Linked DNA regions of Anas platyrhynchos: region 2 is linked to region 1. The links are chromatin contacts, called in public Hi-C maps. All regions are on one chromosome and are shown on one strand. Each heading gives the region's core, a stretch centred on a gene start, on an enhancer-like site or on the middle of the called end of the contact. The rest is flanking DNA. Distances are from core to core; before and after follow the strand shown.

The links. Hi-C and Micro-C count contacts between places; a contact is called where the count stands out from the background.
Region 2: a contact with region 1 is called in a Hi-C map of F1 follicle, with 4 times the contacts expected there. The contact joins the promoter of HACD2 here to the enhancer-like site in region 1. A contact is called at or near these places in 5 of 8 Hi-C or Micro-C datasets (F1 follicle, liver, skeletal muscle and 1 more).

What each region holds. Positions count from the first base shown.
Region 1 is chr7:15,426,069-15,432,919 of IASCAAS_PekinDuck_T2T, forward strand. ADCY5 (adenylate cyclase 5) reads right to left here. Exons shown (of 21, transcript XM_021270949.4): 15 at 6,109-6,284; 16 at 2,313-2,339; 17 at 1,394-1,526. Among named protein-coding and RNA genes, the nearest start is that of SEC22A, 29 kb to the left of the region's middle. Within about 2 kb of position 2,478, at least 2 of the 8 cell types and tissues checked have an H3K27ac peak or open chromatin away from gene starts, as enhancers often do. A contact at or near this core is called in subcutaneous adipose tissue, where this site is marked.
Region 2 is chr7:15,658,701-15,665,551 of IASCAAS_PekinDuck_T2T, forward strand. It overlaps HACD2 (3-hydroxyacyl-CoA dehydratase 2), which reads right to left and starts at 2,886. Exons shown (of 7, transcript XM_027461701.3): 1 at 2,671-2,886. The coding sequence starts at 2,798. It overlaps MYLK (myosin light chain kinase), which reads right to left. Exons shown (of 33, transcript XM_072040779.1): 33 at 5,363-6,851.

The sequences.
Region 1 (6,851 bases), core at 1,228-3,727:
CAACAAACACGGGATCAGGCAACAGCTGGAGACTGCACTACTGGTACAGAGGACACGTAGAGTGATTTGGGTAATGGGAGCCCTGAAGACCACCCTGTGTACAGCACGATCACCTTCAGCAGAGGCAGCAATCAAAATTCCCCTAACAATATATAACATTTTGAAATTGATTTTATTCTATTATTACTATTATTATTTTTCCAGTGCCTCTTGTCATTGCTGGAGAGCTGGAGTTAAAAAAAGGGCAGAATGTCCTTGCTCTTTTGGATGCTGGCGTGGACAAACACAGCTTAGCCATCTCAACAGCCACCACAGAAGGGATTACCTCCCCAACATCCCTTATCCACATGTTGGCAAAGAGACAAGCAATAGTTGCAAAGCACTTTATGACTTTGCTGGTTTCTAAAACAGGAAACTGGAGGTTAAGTGACAAAGCTGCTTTCAGAAGGTGTGTCCAGCCAGAACAAGAAAAACTCCTGGCTCTGCCTGGGGAAGCAATATGCTTCGGCCAGCGGAGCACAGACCTGGAACAGGCAAGTGAGCTCATCTCCTCCATTGTTTTACCGTTTATAAACGAGGATAACAATGTTTACGTGCTTCCCAAGGAGCTTTAATTAATTGGTTCTTCCTCAGTGCCTCTTACTCAAACCACTGAGACCTATTATTAGAAAGATGTCCTACTGTCCAGAAGGTAAAAAAATCTATACAAAGCCTGCAGTCCTGTGGTCTCCCAGCTATGAGTCATGGGCAGAGCTGAGACCTGTCCTGCTTACTTGAGAATCACACAGGACACCCCGACATCATTCACAGGCACATGTAGTGAAAATATTAACACTGAACCCAGGGATGGAAGCAAAGAGAGGCATTGTCTGTACCATGCTGGTTACCCAATGCCACTGCCCAGGGGCTTAATGAAGATTGGAAGTGAAGCCAGTTCGCACTGCTTAACAAGATGGTGAATGAAACTGCAACTGTGAATCCTTCATACCTCTGAACACAGCAAACTAAAGTTGGCTGAACTCTGGGAAGCAAATCAGCCGCGAATATGAGCTTCTTACATTTACAGATTGTGTTATACTGCAGGTTCCTGCAACAGTGACAGGCTCAGGTGCCTGAGTTCGTTAACCAAGATCTTCAGATCTATGATCTTTTATTGCAGGGACCATCCTAAGTGCACTTACAGGGAAACAAAGGGTTAAATTAACCAGGATGTGAGGCACTCAGAATGAGAAGTACAAAAGGAGAAAGGCACATTACTGGTACGCTCAGCTAGGTGCCAGGTTCAGATTAAATTCAAAGGCATTTTATAACACTGAAATTTGATAGTGAATAACTCAGTAGTTACGCTAACACCAAAGACTATATTCCTCCAACACAGCAAACACCCACTAACCTGGAGTTTCCAGAGGAAATCAAGCCTTGCAGTGGATTCCACTTGCTGGGCATGCAAATACAGTGCCAGGACAAAGACTGTAATGATGACAGGGGTGACAATCTTCAGCGCGACTCGTGTCATCACTGGAGAGCTGCAGCCAACAAAAGAGCAGAATTTCCCAGTTATTCTTAGTGTGGAGGAACACAGCACACTCCCCCATTCTCACTTCAAGGCTAACTAACCACTGAAGAAAAGGCTTTTCTCCTTCCCTCTGTAGCCCATGTTGGTAAAGGGAAAACGATACCTGAAATAAGCTCAGGACTTTGACTTACAGGTGCTGGTTTCTGAAGCAGGACTTCAAAATCAGAAATTGAATCCAACTTCTTAAAGTGGGTTAACATCAATGTAAAAGCCACTTGCAAGAGAATAGCCATATGTGCTATGCTTGGCAAAACTGAAATGCTGACAGTTCTTCAGATTGTATTTACCAGGTCTCTTGCCTTGCCTTCCCTAGCCTCCAAAGTCTGGAACTGTTCTACGCTTCATACTTTGCTAATTAGACAATTTTAATGATTTTTGTCTTATAAAAAATCTAAAAGCTGGAAGGAACATTAAGATACATTCCCAACCCTTGTGACAAGCAAGTAAATAAAAATTATTTGAATTACAGTTATACAGCATGAAAATATCATTGTGATAAAATCTTTAATTTGTAATTACAAGATCTACGAGACGCTCTGCAAAGCAAGTTCCCACAGGAAAGAGGATGCTCTGAGAGGAGCTATTGAGACAAAAGGGCAATACTCAATCCACGTAGGGTATGTGTGCTGTTTTGCACTGGATCACAGTGGTGCATGCATGCTGATACTGCACCTTGTGAACAGAAAATGCCTTCTGACACAAACCCACAAAAATACATCATGCCAAAGTGACTCACCATGGTAACGTTGCATTTGCTGACACGCTGCAAAAAAGAAAAGAAAAGAAAACACAAAAACACAGACAAGGTTAGTAGAGCGGTGTGCTTCCTGTAGCACTCGTCCTTCTGTACCTAATGCAAGAGTACCTCTGCAATGTGGCACCTCTAACGCTGTGCGGGGCTATAGCCCTTTAAAACGGAAAAGAGCAAAAAGACTGGGGGAGAGAAAAGGTCGCTGTCTGAGCTATGCTCGGAGATCCAGTGATGGTGCAACATGGTTAATTTAGTTAAAACATCTAAGGAGCACTGAGAGTCAGAGAATCGTTTGGGATTTGAATGTCAGTGTGGGATATTTAGCAAATGCTTGTGCATCTGTCACTACTTCATTAGGTCAGGCAGAAAGCGATTGATCTGAAGAAGGAAGCTTTTGGTTAACATCTCGTGAGGGTTAGCTGCCTTCTTCCCCATATGTTGTAAGCCGGAGGCGTGCCTAGCTCCTTTACCTCTGGCACTATCCCCTCCTTCTGCCAGTTGCTCGTCTCCAGTGCTGCACCTCGCTATGGGTACTGCACGCGAGTGCACTAAGAAAACCCTTATGCAGGCTGCTGTTACTATGCTCCACGCTGCAAAGAGCTCCTATGAAGCAGAGCTGCTGAAGATGGAGGGTGTGCTTTTCTTACAGTGAAAGGATGGAAAAGAGCTTTCTGGTAGGTAGTAGTTGGCTGAGTTCCCGACTGATTGATTGCTTAATGCTGCTGGTTTCTTCTCAAGAGTGGGCGGAGTATTAGGTGGCCGAGAACCTCGTATATGTATCTTTTAAAATACTGTTTAAATGGAAAGAAAGAAATCAGTGGTAAAATTACTGTATTGTCATTGACTTGTGGCTTTGCAGGCTACTGATGGGATACATCTTTACCTTGGGAAACTCACGTTTGTCCGAAGAGCATCAGACCAGAGTTTGCTCTCACTACGGTGTCAGAGCTAGAAATGATCAACACTGAAATAGCCGAGGGAGCCTTGCTGAGCATAAAACTAACAAATAAAGCCATGGTTGCTCTCTAACCTTGTTTGCTCCAAGACATTTTTTTCATCTCTGAGCATGGAATTTCTTCTGACACAGATTTTGCAACCCGTGTTGTCTTGCACACGATCTATTGCGAGGCCTCCTGGCGAGCTCCAGCACTGACCACGTAGCAAAGCCCAGGTTGTGTCTGGCTCTGGACCCAGGCTGGGAGCCCTGAGGCCAGCACCTCCCACGCTAAAGGATGGAGCTAGTCGGAGCTGGAGACACTTACTGCATGCAGCATGAGTCTCCTGCTCTCCTAAATCACTGCCTGGCCAAGGATGACTGACCGCCTCATTATCACTCAGTCTTATGACAAGATGGGACAGATCTGACCTTTTTTGCTGGGCCTGCTGCTCAATGCAGGTGCTGTGCTTTCTCTAAAATCCTCAGCAGTAACACAGACTGTAAAATGCAGCAAATCCAGCATTTATACAAAAGCTTTGGCTAACTGAAAATGCCCAATGCAAGCAATAATGGGAGTTGCACTGCTCCCCATGGGACAGACGTTTCCAGTAGGAGATAGCTCTTTAATTACTGGAAGATAAAATAGCAAGAAATTCACTAAATACATTCCTGTTCAAAGCTAGCACTTTTTTAGCAGGAAGAGTGGCTGACTTTGGGGACAGCTCCTATAGGACAGCAGCATCTCTGGGCTTGATGAACAAATTGCTGGGCAAAGCTTTTTAGGCTCCCCTATGCTGAAACCTAACTGAGAAGCCCACATTGGTCCATCACATCTTTAAAAGCAATACATTTATCTCCTGCATGGGGAAAAGGTAAGATGGTAGAGCTCTGTGCATCCAGTTACACTTCATGTGTCACCGTGCTGGTGTCACTCCAACCAAGGCTACCCAGTCCCAACGTATTACTGTCAGCCTTTCAGTTGCTTGCATGCTGTGTTGGTTTGTACACAGAAGTGTGAAGCGACATCTGCATCACTTCTAATTAGTCAGAGCACCATAATGACTGCAGAGCAGACAGTAATTATGTCGCTACAACAGGCACCCAATTAAAGTAGTATGAGGTCATGCTTTTTTTTAATATCAGCTGGACAATAAGGTACATCTCTGAACTCCGTGTTACATGCTGAGCTCCCGTCTTGCACAACGCACAAATGGACTGCCAGACTTTGAGGCATTAAGAAGCGGTCCGTGGAGCTCTCAGGACAAAACAAATACCATTTAACGAGGGAGAATACAGCACCACAGAAAGTTATTTCTGGGAAAACCTGCTAACCTTCTCCACTCTATTACTGACATTTTGATTGTGGAGTGACGTAAATTATACTACTAAGTGCTGTAATTTCACTTAGTGCTTGACTTACAAGAATGAAATGATATTTGGGATATAAAATGCTTTTATTTCTCTAATTGTGTTAGAAAATGATAAATAGCTTCCACTGTTGGAATACACACCATCTGCAAAAAAAGGAAGGGAAACCTCATTCTCCTCGTACCCCTGCAGAAAGCTCCAGTGGGTTTCCTACACAATTTAATTTGCGTGACTTAACAAAATAATTTAAGTGATTACTGCCAAAGGATATAAAAGCCATACACCATTAATTATTAATGGCTGCCCAGGAATGTTAAAAATCATGGAACATTTATGTGAAGGACAGAAGTAACCAGGTGCATCCAGTCAGGGTTTAATGACCATCAGGAAATCTGAGCAATTGCATCAGCTACTTCATAACATACAAAACAGCACAGGGTCAGGGGCATATCCTCAGCCACCCTCCTGTCTCAAGACAAGAGCAACCATAGGTACAATCCTTACAGATGTTTCACCTAAATTGGCCTTTAAACCATCAGGATTGGAAATGCTACAATTGCCCTGCTGGGTTATCCCGTTGCTTACCAAATCTTTACCATTAAAGAATTTCTCAGTGTCTGTGCAAATACTTTGGTGTGATTCAAATTCACGTTCTACCCACACCTGAGCACAATTGTTGCCCAAGAGGGGAAAAAAAAAAAAAAGTAGTTAACATAACAATACAAACTCCCAGTGAGAAATGAAACCTGTGGCAGAGGGAGTGTTTATGAATGTGCCTAATTTACCTCCCTGACATGACTTTCAGGAGAGGGGTACCCATGTCAGCAGATGGTGGTTGCAACCATGATCAATATGTGACCTGGTGAAGACAAACTACCTTTTGTAAGCAAAAAGGTAACTGGATACTCCCTCTTAGCCCAGGTCCCTCTGTGGGGAATTGTGCTGTGATGCCAGGTTTTCAAATGCAGGCACATGCCCAACAGCAGCAAGGAGATCATTAGCCAAAAGTCAATTATATTTTTTGGGTGCACTACAACAGATGCACAAATATCTCAGCAGTTCATTGCCACACCCCTGAGCCACCTCAAATTTGTAGGGGATTTTTTTCTTGAGAGAAAAACATTTCTATATTGAGAGTGTATTACCAGAAGAAGTGAGAATGACTAACTGCAGCTCCCCATTTCTGGAAGAAAAAAAAAAACACAGATCCACTCTGATTGCAGTTATATTTTGTTATTAATAGAAGGTTCATTAGTCAAGTTCCAGAATAAAAAGGTCTTAAAGGGAACTGTGATCTCCTAATCTTCAGAGGTGGAGAGCAGCATAGACAAACTTTAATTTACAGCCTGCCTGCCCTGGTACCATGCACTTCCCTTGCTTGCACCATGGCCTTGGCACACCCATCCACCTAATGTCTCACTGAAATCACTGGGTGAAAGAAATTAGGTGAAGATTTCAGAAGTGAAAGGCACTTACTAGGTGTTAGCTGTAACCAGGAGATCTGCATTGTCAAAAAGGTTCACCCCTGGCACTTCCACAATGAGAACATATATAAATTCAATGAATAACATAAGGATCAGTTTTCCAATACAGCTGATCTGAAGGAACACAGAGCAGGCCAGGAGACTCAATAAGACACTGTAGGTAAAGTACTGTATAAAGACAAAAAGGGGGAAAAAACAGAAGAGAGATGAATGTCAGCTGGATAAATCAAAACCGAAAACAAAGGAAACTAAACAGAGGGATAGAAAGGGATTGGGACTCATGGTTGGGCTGCATGAACATGTAGACTTGGTTCTGCTTGTGGGATCCTCCAACACTGCAGGAGATTTAAGTGTTAAATCTGAACTGATGGAGAGAACAAATCTAGCATTCCTTATCAGGCATTATTTGCTTTACACTTGGGAGGTGTAGGGCTCACACCTATAGACACAAGGTTGTGGTGTAGGCTCACCCTGGATGTGGCTGTTAAATTAGCAGAAAGCCCCGTCCAGTTATTTTGGAATACTCCGTGTTTTGAAGTCAAATTTGGGTCCCAAATCTGTGTACTGCACATTACACAGGACCAAGGGTATTATGAATTCCCCTGTCAGGACTTACAGGCAACCACTTGAGGCCAAATGGAAAGTATTGCCCCTGCTGATGTGACGCACTGAACCCATTGGCAAAATATGAGCTGGACGTGCTTCTACCAATGCCCAACACTGTGATCTTTTTTT
Region 2 (6,851 bases), core at 1,636-4,135, 230 kb after region 1:
CTCCATGCTCAGGACACTAGTTTAGTGCCTTAGTTTAATTAAAAAACGTGCAAAGTTCACTTAAGTTCTGCTTTGTTTATGCAAACAGAGAATATGGCAAATCTACAGAGAAAATGAACCTGAAATAGGAAGAAGTGTACTTTGACTCTCAGCAACCACTCACTGAAGACGTGGACAACGAAACCCGTAACTCAGAGCACTCTTTGCTCAGCATGGTAACACAAACTCTTATGAACTCAAAAGTTATTACGTTAAGATCTATCTTGCTGAGTGAAATCCCTTCAAAATTCATTGTATATACCACCATCAGCTACTTCTACTGGAAGTCCTAGTCAGTTATCACACTTGGCTGAAAGTAAGAGACAAGATCACACGTTCAAGCAGCTTACCAAACATTCACACACTAACAGCGAGGCCCCATCCTTATCATCCACAGCCAACCATGCTTTTTAAGAAATAATTTCTATTCTCCGTCTATGTCTCTAGAATGAACTGCCTCTGCCAGGTCAAGCATGACTGCACTGCCATGCTGTGACAGGAGAATAACAAACTGACTAAGTGTAAGAGAGGAAAGACAGATCCCTTTCCTCAGCTCAACATACTGAACCGTGGTCAGCAGACCCAGCAAGTACAGCAGAGAACCACTGCAGCAAGAGCTATTCCCTGCTGTGAGGCACCAGGGTCCATTTTCTGAAAGAAAACACCCACCCACATGTGAACTAAAAGGTAAGTGTGTGCAACTTCATTTAGAGATCCACGGGTATATATACATTTTCTACGGTTTTGCTCTTGCAAAAGCCATCGTATTACCAAGAATCCATATACTACGTGCTCTACAGTATAAAATCAGAAATAAGATCAATTATTTTTAGAGTCAATACATTCCCTTCAGCTAAGTCAAGATAAAGGCAAAGTAAATATAATTGCACTGAGATTTGTGATTGTCACTTCATCCATTTTAAAGCTAACAGCTAAGATTTTAAAACATATGCTTTATTGCATACCATTGCATGACAAAGCTGCTGTGTGCTTTTGCAGCATCACTTTTATCATCTGGGCAGAATTTTTTGTGCTTTCATTTCACTGCTCTCTTTCCAAGGCAGTGCTGTCTGGGGAACTAAGCCTGAGCACTCTGACTGACACGGGGACAGTAACTCATTACTGCCATCACCTGTGTGTCAATCTTACATGAAGAACTGAGCTTCTGTCAAACAACTCCTGAAAAACTACCTTATTATGAAACCTTTAGAAGAAAATGGGTAATTTTTTTTTTCTGTGGTCGATGTTGTATATTGCCAAATTTCAGCAGTAGCCAGGGTAGCACAAAAATCTTTATTTGAAACCAAGTTATCAGTCAGAGCCCTCAGTGACCTGCCCCAAAAAAAGGGCAGTGAGTGACAATGCAGAGACATGAACACTCATCACAGGAATTCTTTGGTAGCTCCCCAGATTGCAGATATCATCTAACCATACATATTCCCAGAAGCAGCAGCTCACATTGAAGTGTCACATCTCACCAGACTGGACTATTCTAAGAAGCATGGTATAAATCAGGAAAACAGGTAACATCACGACCAAGATTTACGTGGCAACAGGAACTGAAGTACAGATTTCTGTTATGTGATTCTAGTTTCCAACACCTGGATCTTATGTGTTCTTTTGACGAAGTTTCATACAATCGGGAACGTGCACGTCATGATAAAAAGTTCATGATGTTTAAGAAAAACCTTTCCATTTCTACTGCAGTTTCTGTCTCAGGTTTTGGGAGATGTTTTATAAAGGTAAGTGAATTAAGTATCAGTACTCCAACAGGCAGGTGTTTCTAGTTCTAAGAAGTACTCAGAGAGGTTAACTTGTTAGCACTGTGCAGGGATGTCACAAAAACCGAAAAGAGGAGAGCTCCTGACTGCCAGTATTGTTTTTCACTGTTCGGGTAATTAGATATTTCTGCTTGAAAAAAAAAAAAAAAAGAAATGATTAAATCTTATCGAACCGGTGGGTAATTACCATTCCTCCTCTAAGCAAAGCACCCTGCAAATACCATACGGGGCCAAGGGTTTTCCCAGCAGCTGCACCTCGCAGCGAGGCACCTACCGGGCAACGTGTGCCGAGCACCCTGCGAGAGCTGAGCTCTCCCGGTGGGTTACCTTTGCTCCCCACAAGGACTTTACAGCTGAAGTGGCACCAACCGCCAGCAGCTACGATGAGTGTCGCCGAGCCCAGCCACCAGCCTTACCTGCACCAATTCTGCCCCAGCCTTACCCCACAGCCATGAGCCCGGTCCTGCCTCACCCGCCGGGCCTCACCAGCGGAGGGCTCCCCCAGGACCCCCTCCAAGGCTCCCTCCTCCTCCTCCTCCCACCCAACCCCCCCCAGCCTTATTTCCACCCAGGCCCCAATAAGACTCCTAAACACTAATACCGACGGTAACGAAAGTCTCCTTCAGCCCACCGCCAGCACGCTGCGGCTGCTGCCGCCGTGCCCGGGGGCGCACCCACCGCCCCCGTCCCCGTCCCCCCGCTTCCCGTGCGGAGCCCGCCGGGCCCGCACCTGAGGGGGGCGAGGAGCGGCCGGGGGGGGGGACCGCGAGCCGCGGCCGGCCCCGGGGAAGCTCCGCCGGGGCTGCGGGCGGGCACCGAGGGGAGCCCCCGCTCCCCGCCCGGCTCTTACCCGGCCGTCATCACCACGTTGTATATAACGAGGTAAGCCGTGGCCAGCGCGCCCGGGCCCTTCCTCCGCCGCGGCTGCTGCTGGCTGCCGTAGCCGTTATCCGCCCGGCTGCCGCCAGCCGCCGCCATGTTGCGGCGCTCCCGCGGCCTCCCCCAGCTCTCAGCGCACGCCGAGGCGGGGCCGCCGCGGCGCCGCCGCCGCCATCTTAGAGGAGGGCAGGGAGGGCAGCACCGCCCCGACACCGCCCCCGGCCCTGAGGGGAAGGAGCCGCCCCGCGAGCCCCCGACGTGTTGCCGAGCCCCCCTTGGGTGTCCCCACAGCCCCTCTTCGCCCTGGGGTGGGAGTGAGGTGTCCCCACAGCCCCCTTTTCCCTTTTCAATCGCATCTTAAAAGGTTAAAAATACCCCTCCCCTCCCCCCGTGCTCTCACTCCAGCAGGACGAAATAGGTCTGTAATTCCCTCAGAGAAATTAATAGTTCTCGAATCGAGGTCGTCTTTGGGGTGTTTAGTGGGTTTTTCAGCGTTTTTATAGGTCAGCAAGCTGCCGAAGCGGAGCGCGGCCAAGGTTCTAGCTCATTTTCTGATGAAGTTCGGTGCAACAGCAGAAACCCAGATAATTTGCTTTCATAGCAGCACAAATTCAGGCGTTGTTTTTAGGGCAGCTGTAACTAGAACCGTATTTTCCATAGAGTTAAAACGAAAAGATGAAAATAAATGTTTTTTTTCTTTTCTACAGAAAGTGTAAATACTTTGTGGAGTTCTCTCTCAACTTCCAGGAGCAATTCCCATTTTATTTGTCCTTTTGGTCACTGTGTAGTTCCTTTATGTCCAGTTCAAAGTAATAACATAAGCACCCCTCCCTCTCCTAGAAAATTCTGTTTTCACATGAGTATTTCTTGTAATAAATCTGTGTTACGTGCACATCTCTTCCAGTCAGTGTGGCTTAATAATTCAAAGATGATTCATGAGAATTTCATTTTCAGACAGTAATTTTTTAGTGCAGCACTCTGAACCTTCCCAGTAAACATTCCAAGAAATTTTAAGAGAAGCAAGTCATTCATTATTCATATATGCAACTAAAAAAAAATAAATTGTTTTCAAAGCCTAATACTTACTTCAGATGAGAGAGCTGTGTAGTCCTGTTCTGTCTTCCTTGTGAGAAAAGAGAAGGCAACACAGAAATCTTTGCATACCTTGCATACAATTTGCAAATGTCTCTTTATTGACCAGAAATATACTCTGAATGCTTAGATGGTTGGACAGGCCTGTAATTAACTCAATTAGGTTTCTGTAAATCCAGAAGCGCAACTAGTGATGGCCAGTCCCAAATTTTCAATGCCTCTTAAGAAGACTGAATTTTGAACAACAGAAACACAAAAAGAATGAAGTGGTCTGTCTAACTTGTGCAGTGTCTCGCCTAACCTCTCCTGTTGGGGATTGCTTCAACCCCACCACACCCCAAGTGTGGCTCTCTGCGAACATTATACAAACAAGACGAGGTTTGGAGGAAGAGGTAATACCCTTTATTAGACCAATCAGGATGGCTGGCAAAATTAAACACGGTTTCAAGTACATAAAATATCCTTCTTCAGTTAAAATAGAATAGTCTTTCTCCTATTCTTCAAACAGAAAACAAAAATCAAGGTTAAATACAAGTTGGAATCAATTGCTCAAAGTTGAATTAGGAACGTATCACACCATTTTTGCAGTTCATTTTTTCCTGCAGTCTAGAAGGGATGTTAACAGGCAGCAACAGAAGGATGGCAAGCGCATTATGTCCTTGGGGAAAAAGAGGCAGTTTATAGCCTGTAGGCTGCTGAAGGACTATTAAATGAGGAGAGCGAAGGGAAAAATCTGTGCAGTATCACCAATATTGTTTGTGGATTTTGATATCCAGTACACGATCCTACAGACCTTGCCATGCCCAGGTCTCAGGCTATCAAACCTGTGTCTTTTACCACTTCATAAATGCAACTATCTGAATGGAAACCAGCAGCCAGTGAATAAAGTTAAGTACATGCCACTACATTCACAAGATGGTAGAGTCCATCTTGCAAAGACAACTGTTTCAAGGGCTGAAGGTTTGCTCAAGAAACGTGTTGCTACAAGCAGGTGTTTCACAACCTTTGCCTTAGGGACTTTCTGTATCATCCTGCATGGCCCGTGCTGCTTTGGACTGTGTGTTGAAAGGTCTGCGGAAAGGCAGTGTAAGCAAAGGTGTTAAATACCTTCATCTTTATAGTACCTAGGAACACTGGTGTAAGTATGCACCTTTCCTATTTTTTCCCCTCTTGCTCCTGCAGTCTTTCAGGACTGTACATTTCCCTGTCATCAGGAATTCTCAAATGTAAGAGAAAACCAGAGCTGCCATGGTGTCACATCCACGTTTACGCTTGTGATCAAGCGATGAGGCTGGAGATACATGGCAGAGCACGCAGCTGTAAGAAGTCATGCCAGCCCCACGCTGCACCTGATGGCACTGGGATGGAGCAGCCTCCCTGCAGCGCTCGCCTGTGCTGAGGGGACAGGAGAAGCGCAGCAGCACCGCAAAGACCAAGCAAGTTTCACTGTTGCCACCTCACCCGTTTTTGTGCCAGGCAGGTCTCAAGACAGAATAGGAAAAGACTGCAGCTGTTGGTTTGCTCAGCCAATGTGACCGCAGTGACGCCTGCAATAGAGTATACAAGTAGCATGCTTTGTGGTATTATTTATTTAGGAACTGTGAGTAACTACAGCCGTAGCGTTCTCATCTTTGCAATTCTGATGGTTTAACAAACAGGGAAAACATTAGCATATTTTTATTAAGGTACAAAATACACCCCATTGTTGCCTAAAACATTTAAAAACGTGAGAAAAGCTCTGTATGCTCTAAATCAGATTAAAACCTTTCTGTATAAGGAATTGTGGCAATACTGTGTTTAGTATAACAAGAGTTCTTTATCAATTGAAAAGGAAAAGACATGCTGGCAATCTGAACTTAGCAACAAAGAGTAAAGCAGTTAAAAACCATTGTGTCATCCACATTAGTTGAGCTTTGAATGTTGAAGAGCAAATCATATGAAACACATACACAACTAGGTAATATCAAACAACCTAAGGTTGATATTGTACACATCTGTAATAAAGTACACTGACTACTTAATTGTGAGGATTTAAGGTATTTTTTTTAAAGAGGTAACCTTTGAAATGCAAACGGTTGCACTTTACACACAAAGTGGAAAAGAAAAAGATTCACTTTTGGAATGATACATAGATATAAGACACTTTCTGGATTATGCATATCACCTTTCAGCCGCTGATATTACCTCTGAGCAACAGCAACAACAACAAAAAAAAAATTAAAAAGTGCCAATACTGTGAAAGGAAAGCAAAGTTATTAAATCTTGAGTGCATTAACAATTTCTGAGAAAAAAAAAAAAAACAACGCAGGGTTTTGGATTTTTTTGTTTCATTTTTTTTTTCTGCATTTTAAAAAAAGGCAACAGCCTTACTGGTGCAGGTTCAAGACGAAAACAAGACAGTCAAGCTCATAAGGTACAAATAAGGTCCTATATAGGTTAAGATTCTTTGGAAACTGCTAAGTATAAAGGAGTTTTTAATCCAGACTACTGTCTTTTTTTGACTACTCCAAAAATCTATGGGAGTTTCCAGCTTACCATCAGTTGAAATCTGTTTTGCAATTGCCAAACAAATGCAAGTGAATTTTTAACTAACCTGTGATTCCATTCACTCACATGCACATCGAAGCCACTGATTGTGCAATAACATCCTTCTCACAGCAGCATATATATGAATCATAAATCAATATTAAACTGACCAGAACAACAGAAAATATCCTGTCTTTGCAGTCTTTCGGTCTGTTTCTTAAGTCGGCAGCTGTAACTGCGCTGAGGTGACAGGTTCTATAAGGGAAAGTTGATAAGATTAGAACTGCACCAACAGCATGCTGAGAAAGGGCCGTAGATGTGTCTGAAGTTAGGACAATGAAATTACATTTAAAACAAATGCAGAAGGAATCATGCCAACATAGAAATTGCAATGCTGGCTGTATCAGACCTTCCCTTATAGAAGCTCCTGCTCTGGGAGCAGCGTGTTTCTTTGGACTGGAGAGATTCACTGCACGTCTGGCAAATGATTCCTTGTAAAGTAAACCTTAGGGAGCCAACTTAGCTGCAGTTTTG